Linked DNA regions of Mus musculus: region 2 is linked to region 1. Evidence: chromatin contacts called from public ChIA-PET data. All regions are on one chromosome and are shown on one strand. Each heading gives the region's core, a stretch centred on a gene start, on an enhancer-like site or on the middle of the called end of the contact. The rest is flanking DNA. Distances are from core to core; before and after follow the strand shown.

The links. ChIA-PET counts read pairs in DNA pulled down with a chosen protein or histone mark.
Region 2: an SMC1A ChIA-PET map of the G1E-ER4 cell line shows a contact between it and region 1, with 7 read pairs. The contact joins two enhancer-like sites. A contact is called at or near these places in 2 of 39 promoter capture datasets (hippocampal neurons and liver), 2 of 15 datasets of contacts at CTCF or cohesin (the G1E-ER4 cell line and the NIH/3T3 cell line) and 1 of 115 datasets of contacts at active chromatin or transcription factors (embryonic stem cells).

What each region holds. Positions count from the first base shown.
Region 1 is chr6:4,660,448-4,666,727 of GRCm38.p6, forward strand. It overlaps Gm38761 (a long non-coding RNA gene), which reads left to right. Exons shown (of 2, transcript XR_868766.2): 2 at 417-923. Among named protein-coding and RNA genes, the nearest start is that of Gm38761, 9.0 kb to the left of the region's middle. Within about 2 kb of position 4,059, at least 17 of the 459 cell types and tissues checked have an H3K27ac peak or open chromatin away from gene starts, as enhancers often do. A contact at or near this core is called in the G1E-ER4 cell line, where this site is marked.
Region 2 is chr6:5,312,125-5,318,404 of GRCm38.p6, forward strand. Gm52887 (a long non-coding RNA gene) reads left to right here. Exons shown (of 4, transcript XR_003956397.1): 3 at 5,668-5,856. Among named protein-coding and RNA genes, the nearest start is that of Gm52887, 15 kb to the left of the region's middle. Within about 2 kb of position 3,142, at least 44 of the 459 cell types and tissues checked have an H3K27ac peak or open chromatin away from gene starts, as enhancers often do. A contact at or near this core is called in the G1E-ER4 cell line, where this site is marked.

The DNA of each region.
Region 1 (6,280 bases), core at 2,809-5,308:
GACAGATACTTTATTATCACTGTGGCCCTCTGTATCTTCTTCTTTTTTAACCATCACATAGTGTGGCTCTAAGTCGTTGGCATGGTAACATGCCACCATAATCTTTAAGTACTGATACTGTTAACTCCATTCAAATCATATTAAAAGTGCCACAGCACAAATAGCCTTGCTTATATGTCATTTCGCACTTATAAGAGTGCCTGTATGAGAGACATCATCAGATGTGGAATTACTGAGTTGTGGGGAACATGCACTCTTAATGTTATTCAGGGAGCCTGCCCTCCTTGGCGCCCTTGGGGCTGTACACCTCCCATAGCAACACTCTAGTCTCTCCCAACACCGTAGCTCTCCCTTAATACTGCAGTGTCACTGCAGACTCTGTCACAAGTTTAAAAGGCATTCATGTTTCTCTCCAGGTGAACAATTTGGTGCGATTGCTTGCCCTCTCAGTCTATGAGGCTGCCTTAACAAAAAGGCTAACAGAAGAGTGGCCAAGAAGCTAGAAATTTATTCCTCTCACTCCTGAAGTCTGGGAAGACCTAGATGGAGATGTCAGCAGACCCCGTCTGTGAGGTCCTCGTGCCAGTATCAGAGACAGCAGCCTTCTCTCCATATCCCCATGGTGGAGGGGTAAGGCATGTAGGTCTCTGAAGCCCCTCTTGTCACACTGCTGATGTCCTGCATGGGGGAATTCATCTGCGTGCCCTCATTACTCCACAAAGGTCCCACCCTCTCATACCAAAGCTTGGCAGTGTTAATTTCAGTATATAAATACATGTGTGGGCTGTACAGGTGTCTAGACCTAAGCAATGCTTATCCATTGCTTTTTTCCCCTTCTTACAAACTGTTAATAATTCTTTATATAATTGGGAGATTAGCTCATTGTCAATGATGTAAAATATAAATACATTTTCTCACTCTGCCTTTTGTTTATTGTTTTGTTCTACAAGAGAAGATTTTTTTCAGAGAATAGATTGTGTCAATCTGCCATCTTAGGACGTTTGCATTTGAATACTTTTTGAATAAATAGGATTTCCCATTCTTCTTTAACAAAGGAAGCAATAAAGAAAAGCTGACAGTCGTTTAGACCTGAGTGGTGTATGCTAGAATCCAATTTAGTTTTGTTTCAGATGACCACTCTGTTGCCAGAACCAATTTTCAAGTAGTCTGTCTTTTCCGTAAGTGACTTCTTGTTGACTATAGCATGTCCCTAGACCACTAGGTATATACGAAACAATATTTTCATAGTGTCACCGACATTTACGCAGCAACTTCCCACAGTGTTAATTGCAGAGGATTCCAGTTTCTTTACCTCACAATACACTGTAAAAGTTACCTATTACTGGTGAAAGAATCCTTCTCTATTTTTTAATAAGAAGCCTACTAACAATTTTTATAAGATTTATTTATTTTATTTACATGAGTACACTATAGCTGTCTTCAGACACACCAGAACAGGGTATTGGATCACCATTACAGATGGTTGTATGCTACCATTTGGTTGCTGGGAATTGAACTAAGGACCTATGGAAGAGCAGTAAGTGCTCTTAGCCCCTGAGCCATCTCTCCAGCCTGCCTGTTAACAATTGTTATGCTTACTTTTCCCAATTATATTTAAAGTTAACTTCTCTACTTCCAAAAATATCCTAGTCTCACAAATAAAACAAGCTTTACTAACTGCAGGATAAATGATATTCTTTGGTTCTTAAGTTCAGAAATGGTGGACTTTTTCACTTATGCAAGTCTTTTTGTGATCATCATGGTGGCATTTTGAAATTTCCAGTTACATAAAATTCCCCCAGGACAATTCATTCCTAGATGTTTTAGTTGCTGATGTTTGGTTATTGTTTGGCTGTCATTTTAAGTGAGGAACATCTCCCTAGTACCTTGTAACTAGTATATATATATATATATATATATATATATATATATATATATATAGTTGTCTTTATATTAAATCTCTATCCCACTATATTAGCCAGTTTTAAAGGTGATTTTTCTTACTTGTTTGTGATTGTTTATCTGGCTCTTCTTAATGCTTATATTTTTCTTCGTCCTTATATTGATAGTTCAGCCTACTCGTGCTTTAGTTTTCTGCTTCTGATGACTCTGCATTATCAGATTGTCATGTCACTTTTGTGGTCTTGTCTTGGTGACTCATGTGTAAGCTGCTTGGGTCCTAACACCTCTGTACTTCCCTCTCACAGGATGGACCCTGACAAGCAAACACCGGTCTGGGCTCTGTTTCAAACTACTGGGTTCCATTTGTTGAAAGGAGAGTAAAGATTGCTGCTACTTTTTGGAGACAATAGAGATGACCTTTTCATTTTAAACTATTGGTTAATTAATATATTGAACAACGGGGAGATAGAACCTGTAGAGACCATATCCAGTGGCTAGGCATGGCCCCCAGTTGAAGGATGGGGCCACTCATGCACCTCAAAAATATTAATCCAGAATTCCTCCTGTCAAAAGGAAATACAGGGACAAAGAGTGGAGCAGAGACTGAAGGAAAGGCCATCCAGAGACTGCCCCACCTAGGGATCCATCCCATTTGCTGACACCAAACCCAGACACTATTACTGATGCCAAGAAGTGCTTGCTGACAGGAGGCTGGTATAGCTGTCCCCTGAGAGGCTCTGTCGGGACCGGACCAATACAGATGTAGATGCTCACAGCCAACCATAAGATTGAGCGAGGGGACCCCAATGGGGAAGTTAGGGCAAGGATTTTAGGGGCTGAAGGGGTTTGCAACCCCATAGGAAGAACAACAATATCAACCAACCAGACACCGCCACCCCCACCCCCCAGAGCTTCCTCAGACTAAACCACCAACCAAAGACTAGTCAGGGAGTACCCGTGGCTCCATCTGGATATGTAGAGGAGGATTGCTTTGTTCTGGCATCACTGGGAAGGGAGCCCTTTGGTCCTGTGGCTTGATTACCCATGATAGGGGAACACTAGGCCACTGAGGCAGGAGTAGGTGGGTGGGTGGGAGAGCACCCTCATAGAGGCAGGGGTGAGGGAGGAGCGGATCAGGTGCTTGGGGAGGGGAAACTGGGAAAGGTGGATAACATTTGAAATGCAAATAAATAAAATAACCAATAAAAATGAAAAGTTGTAAGTTAAAAAATATATAGGATTTACACAGCATTGAATTAGACATGCACCTTTTGTCCAGATTTCTGGCTGGTTTTGTATCTGTTCAGCTGACTCATCCTGCTGCTGACGTGACTGGCCCTCCTGCTGCTGGCTTGGAGCAGTTCTTTGTACAAAGTGCACATCCCTTATCAGATGAAGGAGCAGCAGACATTTTCCCCGTTCTTCAGAATTTCTGTTCACTTCCTTGATGGTGGTGTTTGATATGTGAACCTTAACAGAGTCAACTTCTTCCATATTCCTGAGCTTATGGTTTTTAAGTTGATGCTTTGAGACCTCTTGAATTATTATTTTTATATAATTTTATTGGCATATATGGGGCCTGTATCAGGAAGTCATTTTCCCTCAGCTGTACCACGTCCGTCGGCTGGATTCATCCCCCACTCTTTCCTTGCTTGCCCCTCCACTCCCATTATTCCCCCTAGACTCATATCCAGCCTTATGTCCTAGCCTCATGACTTAAAGTATATGTATAAAATCTAGAGCCTACAAGTGAGAACATGCAGTATTTCTCTTCTTATTCTGCTTAATATGATGGTCTCCGTTTACCTCCACATTCTTGTCAGTGTCATAATTTTATTCCTTATGGCTGAGAAGAAAAATCCCTTCATGTGTGAGTATCACAGTTTCTCTATTCACTCATCTGTGATTTTTTTCAAATGTGGCACAAAGGGTAACCCCATTCTTTCTTCTCATCTCTCTTTTTTCAATTCAGATTACTACCGTACCCTCACAGATGATAGACAAGTTCTCACCACTGAACTAAACCCCTACCTCTTTTACTTTTTTTTTTCTTTCTCATTAAGTCTTGCTTAATTCGCCAGCTGCCCTCTCCTTGCCTCAGACTTCCAGGTGCCTAGAACTGCATCTATGATTGCACCACAGTAGCCTCTAACCACATTGTTTGCATGTGGCTATCTTATCTTCTCAGCATCACTTGATGGGGGCTTTCTTTCACCACCAAATGGCTTCTGGGATCTTTCAAAAACAGTCAGTTGTTTAGAGGGTAAGGGCCTGTGCAGAGGGTAAGGAAAGATAATGTTTGTGTGTGGAGGGGTCTGGTCAAGGTACACTATACAAACTTAGCAAGAATCATAATGAAGCCCATTATTTTATATAACAAATACACACTACTAAGAAAATCAGTTGATCGCCTACAGTGTATTTAAATATGAATTTATATCTTTAGGTATATCTGGATCATTTTAAAACATCAACCTTCCTGGCCGGGCGTGGTGGCGCACGCCTTTAGTTCCAGCACTTGGGAGGCAGAGGCAGGCGAATTTCTGAGTTTGAGGCCAGCCTGCTCTACAGAGTGAGTTCCAGGACAGCCAGGGCTACACAGAGAAACCCTGTCTTGAAAAAAACAACAACAAAACAAACAAAAAACAAACAAAAACCCATCAACCTTCCAGAACTAGGGAAGCTCAGTTGACATATTGCTTGCCTAGCACACACAAAGCTCCGGGTTCAATTCCAAGTGCCACATAGACCAGGCGTGGTGGTACACACCTGTGATCCTAGAACTAGGAAACTGGCGGCTGGGCATCAGATGAAGGTCATACTTGGCTACATCGCTAGCTTAAGACCAGCCTGTAGTACATAAGATTGCTCTTAAGAAGGAAATCAATCTGCAAAGTTCAGTTGTGACTGTCATTCTTTAACCCATTTACCTTGAGCGTCATTTCTGGTAAGACAGACGTCACTTTGACCATTTGCTAACTGTTATACATGTCAAAGTTTTTCGGTCCCCTGTTTCCTCATTCTTGCCTTTCGCGTTTTTTTTTTTTCTTTCAGTGAATAATTTAAGTTACTTCCTTTTCTGTACATTCTACACATACACAATACACACACAGAGACATCACACATACCTGTACTCATACCCCTCACACTCAGAGACAACACACACATGTACACACACATACACACATACACAGACTGCACAAAGACACAAACACACACACAACACAGGGAACATAGACACACAAACACATACAAAACACACACACAAACTCACAAAACCCACACACATGCAGACACTCCTCTCTCCTTTCTATGTGCATTTCTCTGTACTGGGGGTTGAACCCATGTCTTCCCAGGTGCTTCTGAGCATCTCCCGATAGCACCCTGCTTCTAAATTCACACTGATACCAACTGACAAATGTTTCTGTCTTCTTTTGACTTACTGACGTCATTGCTACGAACACGTGATGAAATTTTTCGTTGTCAACTTGGTGGCATTTGGAATAACCCAAAGGACACACTCTAAGGTGTGTCTGTGAGATCACACACAAGAGAGGTTTAACAGAGGAGGGAACACCCATCTTGAATGTGGTTCACTTTATGCTATTGGAGGTCCTGGACTGCATAATGAAGACAAACTCATTGGGGAACCAGCAGTCACCTCTTTTCCTGACTTGGCTGCCACATGACCAGCCACCTTGTACCCCTGCTACCAACACCCTCTCCCCCACCCCACCCTGATGAACCTTATCCTCAAACCCTGAGCCAGACTGAACCTGCCTTCTCAAAAGAGCTTCTGAAAGGGCTTTTCTGAGCAATGAGTAAAGTCACTGAGACAGTTCTCAACAGTATGGATTAGTTATTTATCTTTTAACTCATTTACCTTTAAATCTTTGACTACAAATCAAAACTACAAAGCACTGGCTTTCATAGTCACCCATCACGACAGAAGTGGCTTTTCTATTAACCTCGATTCTCACCCTCATTGAAGACAATGTGTCAAGGGGATTCAGACTCCTGTTGTCTGTCTTGACCAGGACTACTCTTCAGCATCCCTTGGCAGTCAGGCCTAATGATATGTAAACTCCCTCAGCTTTTATTTTTCTGAGACTGTCTTAATTGCTCTGTGTTGTCTAGTGGATAGTTTTGTTAGATACAGACTTTGAATTGACAGCTTTTTGTTTTCAAGTTGGGACAGTTAAGAAGAAAATGACAGAGAGGACTTCCATTGTTTGGATCTGATTTTTAGTGACAATCTCACCTATCGAGAACTCAAAAATGAACAGATGGCTTGGCCACCTTTACGTTGGTCCTTCTGAATGTTCTTCGTGCTTGCTTATGTCTTCACTACAAGCCTTTCTTTCTGTGCCTTTCATGC
Region 2 (6,280 bases), core at 1,892-4,391, 650 kb after region 1:
CTCAGGGTTGTTTTGATTTGCATTTCCCTGATGATTAAGGATGTTGAACATTTTTTTCAGGTGCTTCTCTGCCATTCGGTATTCCTCAGGTGAGAATTCTTTGTTCAGTTCTGAGCCCCATTTTTTAATGGGGTTGTTCGATTTTCTGAAGTCCACCTTCTTGAGTTCTTTATATATGTTGGATATTAGCCCCCTATCTGATTTAGGATAGGTAAAGATCCTTTCCCAATCTGTTGGTGGTCTTTTTGTCTTGTTGACGGTGTCTTTTGCCTTGCAGAAACTTTGGAGTTTCATTAGGTCCCATTTGTCAATTCTCGATCTTACAGCACATGCCATTGCTGTTCTGTTCAGGAATTTTTCCCCTGTGCCCATATCTTCAAGGCTTTTCCCCACTTTCTCCTCTATAAGTTTCAGTGTCTCTGGTTTTATGTGAAGTTCTTTGATCCACTTAGATTTGACCTTAGTACAAGGAGATAAGTATGGATCGATTCGCATTCTTCTACATGATAACAACCAGTTGTGCCAGCACCAATTGTTGAAAATGCTGTCTTTCTTCCACTGGATGGTTTTAGCTCCCTTGTCGAAGATCAAGTGACCATAGGTGTGTGGGTTCATTACAACTATGCATCTTATAATCTGTTTATAAGAGTATCAAAACTTTAACAACTGTATGTGAAACATTTTTAATTAATGTTAAAGGCTGATCCATAAGCACAGGTATCTAGACTTTTTTGTGCTAAATTATGTTCATGAAACCAATATTTTATTTTTAAAGTCTACATTTAGCAAATGATATTTTCCTGAGTAATTAGCTAATTCATATATTAAATAAATAACGTTCATTAAACAATTGCTTTTTAGATTATCTCAAGATTTCTGTGATGTTATAAAACTAACATATTAATTTAAAATCACTAACCTCAAATACACATTGTATATTATTGTATATAAAATGTATAATAATACATTTAAAATTAAAACCAAGAGACTTTCATCCTTGTAAAGTACTGTTCTACTGAACCGAAGTATACTGATTATTGGAATGCATCATACAAGTGTCTAGTTTTAAAAATATATTATTTTGATTCTTTTCAAATGTGTCTGTGTACAGGTCTGTGCACATAAGTGTAGGTAGCTTTGGAGTTCAGGAAGAGGGTGTCAGACCCCCTGGGGCTGCTGAGCTGCCGGACATGGGTGCTGCGAACCCAGAGCTTTACAAGGGCGGTCTGTTCTCTGGACCACTGAGTCATCTCTCCAGACACAGATGTGCACTTTTTAAACATAAGATTATTGAGTGTAGGGTTTGCTTATCTTGATATTTGCATATTTATTTCAGGGTTTCTTGAGTTTATTGTTGACAAATAAAAAATTAGGCCACCACAGGCTTTATTAGGTTATTTCGCAGTACTTGGGAAGTGCTTGAAACTTTTTTTTATCTCTCTTAAACTTTTTTCTTTTTCTTTAAATTTTTTATTGATTCTTTGTGAATTTCACACCGTGGCCCCCAACCCCACTCATCTTTCCATCCCTCCATATCCCCTCCCAACCGCGCAACCTCCTCCCCACCCCCCAACCTCCTCCCCACCCCCCAACCTCCTCCCCACCCCCCCCCAACAAACACAAACAAACAACTATCATTGTGAAAATTTTGCTGTGGGAGAAACAGCCTTTCTTGCAAATGTTCATTACAGTGAGTCCTTGGTTTGGTTCAAGGTCTCTGGCTTCTGCTACACTCTCAATATTGGATCTTCACCAGGACTCTTCTTGGATATCCTGTTGTTGACTTGTGTCATGCAGATCCTGTAGCTTTGGTTCTGGAGGAGTGGCCCCTTTACCTGCTCCAGCAGTTCAGAGATGGGGTAGATGTGGGGGTGGGCCAGCACCAAGTCTTGAATCTGGGCCTGGGTAGTAGCTGAGATGCTCAGCCTAACAGCTGTCCCACACCCACACCATCTGAGCCAGGTCTCCAGTACTTCTCAGAAGAGGAACAAGGCTGTCTCTTCTACTCCCACATCACCAGGGCCACCTCTACTGTGCAGCCCAGGCAAGCTGTGGGCCACTCTCCCAGTGAGGGGCAGGGCTATGGCCCCAGGAGTCAGTCCAGACCAGGAATGTCTGCATGGTCTTAGGTGGTAACATGGGCCATGGACATCGACACAGTTACCTGCTGCTGCAGGACCATGGCAGACATGGCCGTCAGTATCAGCACAGGGAAGGACCTCACCATGGCCCCCAGTGGCACTGAAGTCTACTCATATCAGCTTGTTCATCACTACCCTCAAGTCTCTGGTTCCTCCTCTCTTCATTGCACACACACTGTTCTGCCTCTCTCTCTCTCTCTCTCTCTCTCTCTCTCTCTCTCTCTCACTTACTTGCTCATCTTAGTAGCACCCGGAGCTTCTGGATGTTTTCCAAATGGTGTCACGTAGACGTCATCTCTGGAGTGCTCTGCCCCTGCATCTCACTTAAACTTCTTAATTAAATTTATTATTGCTGCTGCTGCTACTACTACTGCCACTGCTACTATATGTGTGTAAGATATGCGCTTGCATGGCAGTGTGTACTTGTACAGGTTTAACGACAGCTTTACCATATGTGAATCCTAGGTTCTAGTTCTTATATATGTGCATTTATTTAGGAGTGAGTGTGTTTAGAGGCCAGAAAACCAAAAAGAGGCCATGAAGGGAGAGGAAGGAGGTTTGTGGTAGGGGGTGGAATATATAAGAGGACACGTGTGATATTAAAATTGAGATGGTAATACTGGGGAGTAAAAAGTTGTTAGTGAAAAAAAAAAAAAAGAAAGATGTTAGTGGGATTGGGTGGGGGAAGGAGTGGCTTGGGGAAAGGGCCAACCAGCACTACTGGTATATGAGAAAGCTGTAAGTAAACCTGCTATTTTGTAAGCTAAATGTACTTGTTATAATAGTTTGTATGAAAATATGGTGTATGGAAGAAAAAAACCACTCCCAGAAGACAGTAAAAACAAGAGCACTAAAGGTGAACTTCCTCTTTGTGCAATGTTATCAGAGAGCCTCTTAAGGTCTCTAAAACAATGCAGGCTGTTGCCACAGCTAGTGGTTGCTAATAAGGCTTAGATAGTTTGGCCTGAACAGTAAAGATTTCACATGTGTTGACTTCAGGACACAAGAAGATAAGAAGTAGGGCCTAAGCTGGATAGCTTTCATAGTGCCAGAAGATATGGGCAGTAGGTAGGAGGGAGGAAAAAAAGTCACTAATAACAACAGGACACAGCTGTAGACTCTGTGTTCTGCACTACTGAGCTGCCAGCCAAGATGTGCCCACTGCTGCAATAGTAGCACGACTGTTACAGAGTTAACTGGTGGCTTAAATGATGTGTTCCTCCACAGCCTCATTTATGTGTCCCTTTGTGGGTGACACTGTTTGAGGAGGTAATAGAAACTACAGTATATGCGCGCCTGCTGGAGGAAGCATGCCACTATGGGAGGACTTTGATAGCACTCTCCCACTTGTTTGCTTTCTGCTTCCTTATGTGGTTGAGATGAGATTTCTCAGTTTTTTACACCTGAGAAAACATTACATGGTAATGGCTTTACCACCTGCCTTCTGACTGGATTTGAGGCCCACTCTGTAGTGGAACTTTAATCCAGCAGCATGGCTGCTATGGCAAGGGTTCCCATCCAAAGACCTACACCTGTGTGATCTGGCTAGATTGTAGACACACCACACACCATTAATCTCTCTGGCTGGAAAAGAGACACTCTTTTAGTACACACCTGTAATCTCTCAGAATGGAAGTAAAGTTAATTTGTAGAAGTAAACAACCATGTTTGAAAATGGTGTCTAATTGAGAGACAAAGTAACAAAGCAAAGAAAGATTTGATGGAATGAGTCAGATATAGGATACACCCAACTCTCATGACTGGAAAGGAAGGCTACTTAAGAGAGTAGAATAGAGAGAGACAGAGAGAAGGAGAGAAGAGGCAGTTAAACATGGACAGTTTTACAGAGAGGTTGCAGGTAAAGACAGAATGAACCAGAGAACGAAGCCTGAAGATTAGAACAGATTGCCAGAGTTAGTTTGAGGCTAAGCACAGCTACTCAGTGTGAAGCCGAGAGGAGCAAGATTGAATCAGTCAGCTTGGAGAGGAGTTTGAGCCAGAACAGCTAAGTTGAGCCAGCCAGCCAGAATTCAGAAAAAGCTAGACATATTTATTCAGGGTCAATTTATTCATCAGTAAGCCTTCAAGAGGATAATTACATGTGACAAATTCAAGTTACTTTTACACTGCTCAATAGGAAGAAATGCGTGCTTGGAACTCAGAAGCACTAGAGGGGTAGCCTGTATTATTGTTTTGTTAAATGGCTGTGTTGTGCCATTAAACTGTCTTGTGAATGGTTAAATCCACAGACTATTGCTGCAATCAGCCTTGGTGAGAGATTTATTTATTTATTTATTTATTTATCTATTTATTTTGGAGTGTGTGGGTACATGTTCTGGCCTCGCCTCAGGTCAAGGTGGCTTAGGAGGTGAAACACAGGGAGCTTGACTGCACTTAGCCCACACCATAGCCAGGCGGGTGCTGGGCTTTAGGGAAGCACCAAGCACTGTTCCAGGGGTGGGAAACGCAATCTGAGATGCGAGAAAGCCAAAGCTGGAGTTCCCAGACCCCTCGGGGAGCACCCAGCCATCCGTGAGGTGCTGCACAAAGGAGTCCATAACCAGCGAGGCCTGACCTGGGTACTCTCACACTCTTGGACATTCAAGCATGGGGGTGGGGGGGGTGGGGGGATAGGAGCTCCTGTTTTGCTCATCAGTGAAGGTCCTTAGCTTGGCTGCGGTTGTGGCTGGGAGCACAGATGAGCCTCCTACAGGAGATTTAGTCAGCCTGTGGCTCTGTCGGCAAAGGGCTGCTCCGTGTTCCCCATGGCAGTTCTTGATGAAAGAGACAGTCCATGGTCCCAAACTGTTTATTGGTTCTTCACCTTGGAAAATGGATACATACTGTACCAGCTTCTCACAGTGGACACGAGATTAAATACTGTAGCCGCCTGCGGCCACACTAACTGCGTTCCTGAGTGGGAGGCCGGAGCTGTATGGAAGGAAATGGCGAGAGAAATAATGGAGGAAAAGATATGTTTCTGTTCAAGGCCGCAAAGTTTACTAAGAGTCTGTGCTTATAAAGGGGGGAGGCCCATCCCTCACCAATCCATTCTTGGTGCCTGTTTGTTGGGAGCTATTAAGGCAATGCTATTGTCCTGATCTCTGAATTGGGCCTCTCCCCCCCCCCAGAAGAAAAGAGGGTCAAAAGCAGGTCACCAACACACTGCTCCAAGAACAACCACAGATTGTTCCAGCCCTAAGTCAGCGCCGGATGTCCTGACCTCAAGATACCCTGATGCCACCAAGTTCCTGCTTCCCCTTGTAGTCGCCAAAAGAAAAATTTCCGCTGCCCCATCCCGCCAGCTGAGAAGTACTTCCTCTCTTTCTGCTGCCCCATCCCTCCTGCTGAGGTGCATTTCCTCTGCCCCATTCCTCCTGCTGAAAGGCACTTCCCCTTTTGCCTGTGTATTTAAACCTTGGGCCTGGCTAATACATTTTGGGGTCTTGATACAACTTCAGAACGGTTTCCGTGTCGTTACTCGTACAAGACCCTCGTCTCTCTCTACCCCCCATTTGGTTCTTAGGAGGAGGTCCCCTCGAGACCCTCGAATAACTGGACCTGCTGGACGGGTCAAGTGGCGCCTGACGTGGAGCATGAGGTACGACTGCCCTCTGGACAACGGATTAAGGATTAAAGAAGTACCGCGCAGACAGAGAAACAGTGGGACAGTCCACCGACACTTCACTCCAGTGTCGAGTACGGATGTCGGGAGGTAAGCCTAGGCATTCAGTTGTCCCATTAACCATGGGGAATTTAGTCAAGAGATAAAAGGTTCTCTTAAGGAGAGAGGGATAAGAGTTTTAAAAAAGGGGAATTTAATAAAATATTTTTGTTTTGTGGACGAGAGATGTCCATGGCTGGTATTGAATGGTTCTGAAATACACCCTTTAACTTAGAATAAAGTAGGCAAAGATGTTAATGCTTTGATAAAACAAGGAAAAGATGTCCCTGAGTCCTTTTTAGCAATTGGGGAATCAACAGAGATCTCCTTAAACAGGCAGAAGTGGGCAGAGAAGGTGCTTGCCTCCTAGCCCTTACTGAAGATTTTTTTAGAAAACTCCCAATCGCAGTCTCACAAAAGCAAAACTAAGCCACCGGCGCACAGTATCTCTATTAGAAGGTTTAGCAGAAGGCTA